Linked DNA regions of Pan troglodytes: region 1 is linked to region 2. A link is a contact called in public Hi-C data. All regions are on one chromosome and are shown on one strand. The core of a region is the stretch at or near the end of the contact, and the rest is flanking DNA. Distances in the headings are between cores, read along the strand shown.

The links. A called contact is a pair of places that touch in the nucleus more often than the background predicts.
Region 1: a Hi-C map of induced pluripotent stem cells shows a contact between it and region 2, with 1.6 times the contacts expected there. The contact joins the promoter of IHH here to the promoter of WNT10A in region 2. A contact is called at or near these places in 2 of 7 Hi-C or Micro-C datasets (both in induced pluripotent stem cells) and 1 of 1 other capture datasets (stem cell-derived neural stem cells).

The regions. Positions count from the first base shown.
Region 1 is chr13:121,320,519-121,325,949 of NHGRI_mPanTro3-v2.0_pri, reverse strand. It overlaps IHH (Indian hedgehog signaling molecule), which reads left to right and starts at 3,478. Exons shown (of 3, transcript XM_526034.9): 1 at 3,478-4,246. The coding sequence starts at 3,932.
Region 2 is chr13:121,136,762-121,142,954 of NHGRI_mPanTro3-v2.0_pri, reverse strand. It overlaps WNT10A (Wnt family member 10A), which reads right to left and starts at 1,353. Exons shown (of 4, transcript XM_516098.8): 1 at 487-1,353. The coding sequence starts at 599.

The DNA.
Region 1 (5,431 bases), core at 2,229-4,728, 180 kb before region 2:
GGGTCACTGGAGGGTGTTGGACTAACTGCATTCCTGAAACTTGTCTGGTTGTGGCTTACCACCCTTGGATTTAGAGCTGGATTGATCCGGTCAAGTGGCAGGATTAGGAGAAAAAATACTAGTTGACTATAGAAGTATGGACCTATGCAGTATGTATGTGGATGTGAAGATATGCTATAGAATATCATGTATATACTATAAGTACAATGTATTTCTACTATATAGTGTTAAATTAAGATTGACTAAAAATACTAACATGGTAGTCTACTAAGTAGATATTTAAATTATGTTCTATTATGTATTTCCCTTCATTTCTAACCTATTTTTTTAACTTTCACTTTTCTAAACAAAAAATTAATCATATTATCCAAAGCAATAGATAATTTGTTCTCTTCAAAATAGAGCTGATTGAAGGATAGAAGAGATCTAAAGGTGAGAGAAGAAAGTGATTTTACCAGCAGGCCCAGGAGGGTCGAGCCCAGTGAGGCTCGATCACTGCATCTCTCTCCTGATAATGAGGTCACATGTCCCAGGCTGTATGCCACTGGAGCTTCCATAGTGGCATACTCTGCCCCCGTTCAATTTTAATACTGCTGACAGAGGCTGGCAATGATCAGAAAAAGAACCAGGCCATGTTTGATAGGTCTAAGGAACTACTAGCCCAGTTTAAAAGCCACCCAACACCTACTGAACAGCTAAGAACATAGGCAGCCAAGAAATGACCCAGATACTGAGGCCCCAGGTTGGATTTAAAGTGCTCCAGGTCACTGCTGTAGAGATTATGGTGCTCCCAGTCTCCATCCTTCCTCCACTGAAGGAGGTTGGACTGATGTTGACCCAAATTTGAGATTCAGATCTTGGAGCACCATTATGTCCTGAGAAAAGAGTATAGCTTTGGAGTGCAAAAGCTCTGGGTTCAAATTTTAGCTCTGGGACCCCAGGCAAGTTACTTGGCATCTAGATCTTGGAGTTATAAATTTGTAAAATGAGAATAATGTCATGCACAGAGGATTATTATGGAGATTTTACTAATTGTGTAAAGCACCTGGCAGAGAGAAAAGACTTGATACACGCTGGTCTCCCTCTGCTTCTCCAGCACACACCCTAATCACTGTTCCTAAATTAGCCTGGCAGAGGAGGGTCTTGTCTTGGTGAAGCCCAGTCTCAACCAACGAGGTGGCTCTGCTGCAGAGGCACACCTGATGGCAAGCTATGGGAGTACTTATAGCATAAAAACTTATTTGACATGGATCAGATCTTTACCAGATTTGTATTTAATAGGTTAGAATTACAGTCTGAGAGAGGAGAAATGAGAGGAAGAATGGAAAAGCTAATAAATGGTTATAAATTAGAACCTCTGAGAGAACTTAAAGAAATTGTCTTTTACTTGGAGAAAAGAAGATTGAAAGCAATTTAACAACTCTTCAAGACAATGCATGAAAGATAATCAGCAGGATAATGGCCCTAATCCCTAAGGCCAGAAAAAGAGGAACGAGTTGAATTTGCATTAGAGAGGGAGGGAGATAGATTAAATTTAAGGCGAAATTTCTCTAGAAGAATATTATTAAACAGTGGGATAGGTGACCGCAGAAGCCTATGGAATTTTCTTTCATGGAACTCCATAAAAACAGAGAGCCCCTGTTTGGTTTGTGAGAGGTACTGACCCTGCTCCAGAAATCTGAGGTAGAGGGGCAGGAGGGAAAGGGGATGGAGAATATCGCAGAGATAGTTCTTGAGCCCTGGAAAACACAAGTTAGAGCACTTGGAAAGCTTTCAGGGAAAAGAAGCAACATTCATCTTTGACTAGGAAACAGAATCTGAATGCTAATGCAAGAAAGAACATGCGGGGTGGGGAGAAGGTGCGGGCAAAGGGGAGGAAAGGAGGCGATCCATTTTGTTTCCACATTGCAGGCACCGCTCCACTCCTAGTGGAGCAATCCTAAATTTCTTTCTGTGGGCCTCAGTTTCCTTTTCTATAATATCAAGCGCTTAGATTAAGCACTCTCTTGAGTCTCATCCAATCCTGAATTTGTGTTTATAAAACTGATCCAGAGAGTGTGAGTAAATCTGTGAACAGCTACTTCAGCCCGAACCCAGTGGTGTTGAGTGGACTGGTCCTGCACAGAGGGACAATGCACCTGCATGGGCGAAAACGGGCTGGGCCAGAGTCATGGGCTTCAATCCCTGCTTTTCAGCCACTAGCAAGTTGTTCATCTTCTCTGAACTTCAATATCTTCATTTGTAAAATGTGGACAGTAATAGCTCCTTTGGCCGTTTCGAGTTTAAATTAGATAATGCAAGTAGAAGACATAGTACAATAATATCTAATAACTACCATGTTCAGGAATGTAAGTACCAATAAAATGGTACCTATTGTATTAATAGCATTTGAGTGAGAATTTTTAAGTCTTTTTATTTCTCATCTTTTCATTTCTACCTTTATTGGATTTGTAGAATCTATTACAGTCAAATCATATAGTTTGGTGTTGTGGTGGTGATGTTTTTTGTTTGCTTTTTAACACACTTGCCTTTACTTGTTTTGGCAGAAGGGATCCTAATTCATTCAGCTTTCCCGAATGTCATATAAAAACACATAACACATGTTCACGTTCCTAGTTGTTTCTACATATTCTCTGCTCTTTTAAATGTGTAATATAGAACCAAGTAATTATTTAGCAGTTCCGGTGGCTTTGCATCATTTTGGCATTCATACCAAGCCCCCGTTACTGAGATCTTTGCTGCCCCTCTTTAACATGGTCAGTCGGGGTTCCTCGGTATTCTGTTGACGTCACCATTTTAGCTACCCTTCTCTGCATATTGACCTATCCCTTTGCAACTTCATATTGTCACTTTCAACAGTGTTTCCAACTTAAAACCCCCTATTTGACTCTTCAAAAGGCTAGACTCCCCATCCCCAGTTTGACACGACAGGCAGGCTGTGGGATGTGCACCGGGTTGATACAGAACCCAGCTCCACCAAGCTGAAAGGGCGCGTCGCCCGGGCCAGGGTGGGGCACCAGGTTATGAGTGGCCTCCTGCCTTTTGGGTTTGCTTCCCCGCAGGGGACACCGTAGGCGGCTGTGCGGTCCGGCCACTGCCCCCCGCCCCTCGCGTCCGGCCGCGCCGTGGGTTGCGGTCTCCGTGGGGGTGGCAGCTCCTGTCCGGGAGGTTTGCGCCTGGCGGGGCACCCCAGAGCCGCGAAGAGCCGGTAGGCGAGGCCAGGGCGGGGTGGGGCGCGTCCAGGCGGGGAGGGCAAACTCGGGCAGCGCAGGGGGCGCAGAGGGCAGCGGGCGGGCGGACGCGCGGCGGAGGCGCGAGCGGGACGAGGGCTGGCTAGTGCCGGGGCCGCCCGCCCGAGGGGGAGGAGGCTGTGCTGCCCTTGCTACAGGTTCGCTGTCGAGCGCACAGGAGGCAGGGACATGGGTAGGGTGCGGTCTGCGCGGGGCCCGAGCCCGGATCTCTTCCATTTCCCCTCTCACTCGGCCCCGGGCTGCGCCGCAGACGGCAGCAGCTCCCGCTCCGCCCGAGCCGCCTGACCGCCGGGCCGGGGTGCTAACCGCGGGGCCCTGCAGCCCGCCGGCCCGGCCAGCCCAGCCCAGCCCGGCGGCCCGCAGCCCCGCCGCCCGCCGCCCCCCGCCGCCGCCGCGTTGCCAAAACAAACGGGCCGGCCTATTTATTGGCGGCCGGCGAGCCCGGCAGCTCAGAGTCGAGGCGCCGAGGGGGACAGCGCGCCGCCACCAGCTCGGGCCCTGGGCCCCCGCCCCGCACTTGAGTCCCGCCGGCCCTGGCCGCACCACGCCGCCCATGGCGCCCCCGCCTGGAGCCCCCCGGAGCCACCCGGACGCCTGAGCCCCCGCAGCGCTCCCGTCGACGCGCCTGCCCATCAGCCCACCAGGAGACCTCGCCCGCCGCTCCCCCGGGCTCCCCGGCCATGTCTCCCGCCCGGCTCCGGCCCCAACTGCACTTCTGCCTGCTCCTGTTGCTGCTGCTGGTGGTGCCGGCGGCATGGGGCTGCGGGCCGGGTCGGGTGGTGGGCAGCCGCCGGCGACCGCCACGCAAACTCGTGCCGCTCGCCTACAAGCAGTTCAGCCCCAATGTGCCCGAGAAGACCCTGGGCGCCAGCGGACGCTATGAAGGCAAGATCGCTCGCAGCTCCGAGCGCTTCAAGGAGCTCACCCCCAATTACAATCCAGACATCATCTTCAAGGACGAGGAGAACACAGGCGCCGACCGCCTCATGACCCAGGTGAGCGCGATCCGCCCTACCAGCGCGCCGCCACCGAAGCACGGCCACCTGCCCGGCCCTACCCACCCCCTGGCACATTTTCTCGACTGGCTGGCACGCTCCCTGGCACCTGCCCCTCTCGCCAAGCCCCGCTGCCTCCTGCCCAAGATGGGCTGGCCAGGGGTCCAGGCAGGAGTGTCGGCATCCCCAAGCCCGGAGGAGACTGCTAGAAGAGCTCCCCGCTGCCAAGCCCCACAGCCCAGCAGGTTGGCGGCGGCTCCTCTGCCCCAAAGTACTGGCAGCTCAGCCAGACGCTGCACCCGGAGGTACCTCTACCGGGCTGCCTCCTGCGCCTCCAGGACCCACGCAGTCCCTCCCGGCCTAACCTTCTGCACAGATGTGCCCCTTTCATTTTGAAACTTTTCGGCACCCCTGAGGCAAAGAATCTCTGGGTGCGTAGGGGCACCACGGCCTTTCCTCCCTGTGCGCTCTTGGTTCTACGGGCTGCCCCTTCCAGGAGCAGCGTCCCGGCTGGGTCTGGGGTTAAGAACAGCGAGGAAGAGTTGAATAGGGAGGCGGAGGTGGGAAAAGGAACCCGCCCAGCGAGCCCGCGTGTCTGTCCGGAGAGCTGAGGGGTGCTACTGCGGTGGAAGGGTGGGTTATTGGGGCCTTCAGGCTCTGGGACTGAGCTTAGGGGATTCCTGGGCTTGGTGGTGGGGACGGGAAGGAGTGGAAAAGACAGGCTGAGATGCCGAGGGAGGCAGGGACCAGGGCTGACGCTAGTCTCTGCATGCTGGAGTAGGACCCGCGCTCCACCCAAGCTTAGAGGCGCAAATTCCTTCCCAGAAGCCAGGTCCGTGAGGGGAGAGACCTTCACCCCCTTCCTTCGGGGTCTCCCAAGGCTTCCCCCTGAAAGCAGGCCCCTGGCTTTCTAGATCCGTTGGGAAGAGCAGCTAGACTCAGGGCCCTCAGCATGCACCCTGGCGCCGGGGCTGGCCGGCCAGTGTCGGGGCCGAAGGTTGGCTGGTGGCCGGGCCGGGCCGGGCGCCGAGGAATGCAGATAAGGATCCGGGCCACGGGCTGGGCAATCATTGACAGCGCACGCCCGGGCTCTGGACCCGAGAGGGGGCGGTGGCAGTGAGGGAGAGAGGCGGGGAACCAGGGCTGCAGGCGGGCATAGGTGCGGGGCTAGAAGCCTGACGGCAG
Region 2 (6,193 bases), core at 104-2,603:
GATCCTGGGCTCGATTGAACACACACACACGCGCGTGCACACACACACACACACAGCTCTTGCAGCTGCAGTCTCTCACTGACCCCACCTGGGCTACCCCTTCCAGCCTCCCAACCCCTGCCCCTACCTGGGGCTGAGCTGCAGGAAGGAGTGAGGCAGCTTGTGCTTACTCCTGGGGTGGGGGTGCATTCCCCCAACAGGGCAGGAACTCCAGACTGGCACTTGCTCCCCCCCCACACACACCTCCCCTCCTAGTTGCCATCATGCTCCTGGGCACTGCCTTGTCTCCCTGGACTGCCCATATCCTGTCACCAGTCCAACCCCCTCCTATGAGGGAGCTCACTGCCTTTGGTTGGGCACCAGCACTTTCCTATGACCCTGTCCCTCCCTTCTTCCAGGGTCCTCTACCCCAGCAAGAGCATCAGAGGCCCCTGCGGGCCGGGGTCCCAACTCTCTAGGAGGGCGGAGCATGAGGTGAGGGCTCACCTGGGCATGGCAGCAGCCAGCAGCAGTAGGAAGAACAGGAGCACCCAGAGCGCTGGCCGCGGCTGGGGCTGGGGTCGGAGCCGCAGCCAGGGGCGAGGGTGGGCGCTGCCCATGGCGCGCAGGCCCTGACGGGCTGGGAGTTGGGGGCTCACAGCCCAGTGGGACTGGAGAGCCAGGGGCGCCGGCGCATGATCGGCGGGGGGTCGGGGCGGCTGCGACACACAGCTCCGACTCGGGTCAGGGCTCCCGGAGCAGACGGCGCCCGCCTCCCCGCTCCATGGGGCAGCACCCCCGGGCACCGCCCTCGGGGGGGGCGGGGGGTGAAGAGCGGGCGAACCGGGCACCTCCTGGCACAGGGGTCCGGGGAATTTCCCGAGGCCCCCCCGCGACAACTCCCGGTGCCTCTCAAGGGTAAGGGGGGCCCGGAGGTGCAGCGGGCTGGGGACGGGAGGCTGGGGTGCCGGGGAACCCTCCAGCGCAGCGCCGGGAGCCTGCGCTTCCGAGGGCGTGCGAGGCTGGCTGGCGGGGGCGGCTCTGTCTGTGTCGGGCCCCACTGCCTGTAGAGTAAGTGACTGTCCCGGCTCGGGGAGCTCTGCCGCCTTCCCTTTCCTCCCCCCACCCCCACCCCCCCATTTAGTGTCTCAGGGCTCTACCCCACGTGACGTCACGCGGCGGGGCGTGGAGGCGTGTACGAGTCCCGAGGCCACTGCGTCCGCTGGGGACTGGGGGTGGGAGCGTCCCTGCTGAGGGCAACAGAGGGAAAGGTGTTGGGGTCTGTGCGCGCGTGCACAGGAAGATGCCTGTGTGTGGAGCGCGCTGGGTTGTGTGGGGGATATGTGTTACCGCGAGGTGTGTGTGCCTGGCAGAGACGCAGCTGCTGGGGAGCGCCCCCATCCCACCCCAACACACACACCTGCAGGGGCTGGAGGGGAGGGGCTGGCCTCTGTGTTTCGCCTCCTCCGCCAGAGGAGGGACTTCCCCCAGGCCTGCCTGGTGTGAGGCAGGTGTGGGCTCCTGCAGAGGAGTTTGGCAGCCTCTGGCTTCTTCTCCCCTTTGCTGTGTGACCTTAAACAGGTGCCTCCTGCTCCTGCTCACGGAGACCTCCTCTGCCCCTTTGCGGAATGCGGCTCATGGGGACCACCTTGTCTCCTCAGTGAGCCCGGGGAGGCAGCAGTGTCAGGCCCCCAGAAAATGCTTGCGTAGGAGCGCCCGGGGTGGCACGCCCTGGGAGGAGGCGTTAGAGAGACTTTTAACCCTAGAAGTGGCCGTTGAGATAGTTTATTTAGCTCCCCTTTATTTCACAAGAAAATATCGAGGCTCAAAGAGGTCACACAGCAAATTAGCGGAAGAGCGAGAACCGAACGCAGCTCTTCTGACTCCCAGCGCAGCAGCTGCCGCCCCAACACTGAGTGTTGCCTGCCTGTGCCCGCAGATACTCCCAGTCTTGTCCTGGCCCTCCCTGGCCCCACCTGCACATGGTCCTCTAGGAGCTGCCTAATACCAGCCTCCTGGCTCAGGTCTACTTCTCGCTGAGATCTTCCTGTCCCTCCACCCCAACTGAACACTGGGCCCCTCCTCGATATAGTGCAAGTGTGCTGGGCCCAAGCAAGGGCCTGAGAGCCAGAGGGCGGGGAAAGGCAGCTCTGCCGTCTGTTTCTGGTGCTAGCCTGGGCCCTGATAGTGGATCATGCTCCTGCCCTGTGCCCTCGGCATCCTCCTCTGTAAAATGGGCACAAGCCTTTACACAAACATGCCCCTCTCTCTGAAGAGAGCCCCTGCTGGCTTAGGAACAAAACTATGGGAGCCTCTGGGCTCAGAGACAAAAAAGGCCCATTCCTGGAATTGCCCATCCCTGGGGAACTGAAGGAGGGGGTGGGGCCCTCCTTGTCCCCAGACTGTCAGGTGGTGGGGGCGGCCTGAGCAACAGCAGGCTGACGGCATACTCCCCCCTCCTTTCCCCCTCATCTCTGCCGGCAGCCACCGCAGCTGTCAGGAATTAAGGGCTTGAGGCTGCTGGGGGTGGGGGTGGGGCAGTTGGGGGGGGAGCAGTCTGGCTGGACTGCAGGAAAACAGCCAGGGGCAGCAAGCAGACTGCGTCAGCTAGAGCCTTATTTGACCCCAACTGCCCCCTGCCCTCCCCACTCTCCCTACCATGCTGCAGAAACGGGGACAGCTTGGGACTAGCATTTGGGAAGGGTAAGCGGTAAGGGTAAGGGTGGGACCAGACTCAAGACAGGAGACAGGCACCAGCCCAGGATGAGAGAGGACACCAGCAAGCTGGAAAGTCATGTTCTTATTGGCTGTTGTGGAAACTGAGGCCCAGAAAGAATTAGGAACGTGACACAGGGAAGGGACTCATAATCAGCTTACAGATGTCCTTATTCCCCATCATGCGCTCACACTAGCATTTCCCACACTTGATGCAGCACAAGTATCCCCTGGGGTGGGCCATTGTGGGAATGCAGATTCCAGGCCCCATGAAGTTGAATCAGCCTTTCCAGGGAAAGGCCTGGGTGTCTGTCTTTCTAGCTAGCATCCCCAGTGATTCTGGTGGGGACTCCTTTTGGGAAACGCTGCTGACCTGGTTGAGGAGCTGATTTAGTTTCCTTTGGCATCTCTCTGATGAGGGGGTCTCTTTGCTTCCCCACCTCCACTGTCTGTGAAATACAGAGGTGCAAAGGAGACAGAGAAAACCCTTTCTTAAAAAAAAAAAAACAAAAAAAAACAAAAAAACCTCAGGAGGCAAATAGTGATACTGAGGCTTGCACTCAGGCGTGGCTCTGCCCTGGTGTCAGGAGGGTCTAGGAGTGCCCAAGTCAGAGCACTTCTCAATGAAGGGAGGGGAGAGTCTGTGTCGGTCCAGAGCCTTGGCATGTATGTAGGTGAGGCCCAGAGACTGTCTGCCCCTGGGGTCCCAGCCCCAAATGACCCACACCATGGCCAAGCCCCTATCAGCACCCCCTAGTCCCCACCCTGGCCCTGCCCTGGGCCCTGGCCCTCAGCCCAGCCCCAGCCCCCGCAGCCGCCGCCTAAGACCACAATTACAGGGGCCACTGGGGGGCGGGGGAGCACTGGGGATGAAAGGCAGCTTGGAGAATGGTTCCAGCTGTGGCAGCTCTGGAGAAGGTCACAGGGAGGAAGGGCCGGGGAAGCATGGGGGTGAGAACAGGTGGGACCCTCACGGCCCCAGCCTAGCCCAGTCCAGCCCCAGCCCAGTCCTGGTGCCCAGCTGGAGAAGTTTGTCTTGCTGAAGAAGAACGCCAAGGAGCCACAGACCAATAAGGAGGCTCTTCATCCCATTGTCCAGGCCTCAGGGGCCACCAACCCTCAGCAAGGTAAGGGGGAATGGCTTGCTGCTGCAGTCTCCCCAAACTCCCAATGTGTTTGGTCATTGAAAGGGAAGGGAAATGTTCCCCGAGCCCGTGGCCTCAGGCTGATCCTAGGCCTTCCACTCGGCCTCCTCACCCATCTGCCTGTGTTCCGCCTGTTCCTGATGTGGTCACACACACATCTGGGGTGCCTCTGTGCACTTCCCCCATCTCCCCAGTTCCACATGTCCCCTGCCATTCAGCCAGCAGGGGACTTTGATGCCTCAGACTGCCTGAGGCTGAGCAGCTGGATGAGGAGGGGTGGGTGGTGGTGGGAGCTCTACTTCCGGCCCCTTCCCAGGCAGCAGGGCAACAGCACAGATCTATCTCTGGGCTCAAAGAAGATAAGGCTAGAAGTCCCAATGGTGCCTTCTGGTAATCACTCCCACCCTTCATAGAAGGCAGTGCCCAGACGCCTTCAGGGCTTGGTCACAGAAGATGGACCAGTAACATGTGGCCAGCAGTTTAAAGATGGAAGTGCATTCTCACAATGTGCTAAAAAGCAATCAGGGACCCCTATTAGGTGATAGGAAGTGCTCAGATAGGTTAACTGACTTGACCAAGGTCAAGCTAGCAAACAAGGCATTTTTCATTGTACCATACTACTTCCTCTGAATTCCTTTTAACCTGCCTAGAATGGTGCCAGTTCATACCACTTCCCCAGCTTCCCTCCCTGGCATTGTGGAGGAAGATGTCCAGCATCTTCCACCCTATCTCACCCCCTGCAGGACCCAGCAGTGGTAGAGTCTGGGAGGCTGGCATCCCAGCCCTAGGTCTGGGCCAGCCCAGACATCCCAGACAGTCCGGAACCCTAGAAGCTTGACCCAAGCTGTCTGTAGGTCTTCTTGCTTCCTTTCAGTCCTATCCTCTCCTGCCCACCACGCTCTGAGTTTCCCAGATGTCCTGCAGGTCCTGTCTGTCGCTCCCTGTTAATAGAGAAGCTGGGCTCCGCATGCCCTCTGGTGGTCTCTGAGAGAAGTGCAGGAGTTTGGGTTTTGGGCTTGTTTGGTTTTTTTGTTTGTTTGAAGAGCAGAGCAGAGCTTTGGGGAAGGCAGATCTGTGAATATAAACCTTGCCCTCAGGGAGCTTCATTTCTCCTCTATGTGGACCATAATGTATTTCCACTGTCTCCTTTGGTAAGTTAACAGAGTTTCCTTTGGTGGAGGAGTTCTAAGTCCAAATTCTCCATGACTTCCCTGAGGCCCAGACATTTGACCCAAGGGAGCCAAGAGGAGGCAGAAAGGAAAACCCTGGTGCCTCAACCTTCCCACTGCAGCCTGACACCCCTCCCCACCATGAGCCTTGAGGATTGAAGCAGGCTAGGTCACCGAGTGAATGCAGGGGCATTGCGGGGGAAGGACAGGGGTCCTGGAAGCCACGGTGAGGGTCTGTCACATCCAGAACGAGCTCCCTTTCCTTCTGTTTCATTTGAAGAACTGTGCTTTGCTCCCTGTGCCTGCCCCACCCCCCTGTGGTTCTAGAGAGGCTGTCAATCCCAGGCATGGTAGTACATCTCCCTAGACACCATTATTGGTTCAGGAATAGGCAAATGACCAAGCTGAACTAAGCAAGGTCTTCCTTGGGACTTCTGTTGGAGTCAACTGGGAAAGTCATTCTTCTGCTTTTGGATCTAAGACTGCATATAGAGCTGTCATGGAGAAAGTCTGCAGAAGGAGACAATGAGGACAGTATGCCAAGAGAGGCAGAGATAAGCAGAAACAATAGATGCAGAGGCGAGGGAGAGGGAAGGAGACGAGAAAGAAGCCTGTGACACCATGTGAGCCCCTGGGTTCAGCTGTACCTGAATTCAGACTAACCTCTGGACTTCCCTGGTATAAAAGCCATTCATTATTTCTGTTTGGCCTCAGCTAAAAGTCAGGTATCTTCATTTGCAATCAGGGCCTGCCCAATATCTGCAAAGCATCATATGTCTGTCCCCATTCTCACAGTAACTATCATTTACTAAACATATGTTTGACAAATTATGTGTCACGAGCTATGCTAAAGGCTTTCATATCTCAAAAAAAAAATTCTCCCAACAATCCTGTGAGGGTGTGGGACAGATTATGATGGCTGCAAATTATTTGCCACTCCTCCCATTGAGAGGTGGAATTAATTTTCCCTCCCTTTGAATTTTGCCTAGCTCTGTGAACTGTTTTGACCAATACACAGTTACAGTGATGCTATGTAACTTCCAAAGCTGGACTTGAGAAGACACTTACAGCTTCTGCCTTCAAGTTTGGTACACTTTCCTTTGAAAGTCAGTTTTGGCCGGGCGCGGTGGCTCATGCCTGTAGTCCCAGCACTTTGGGAGGCCAAGGCAGGCGGATCACGAGGTC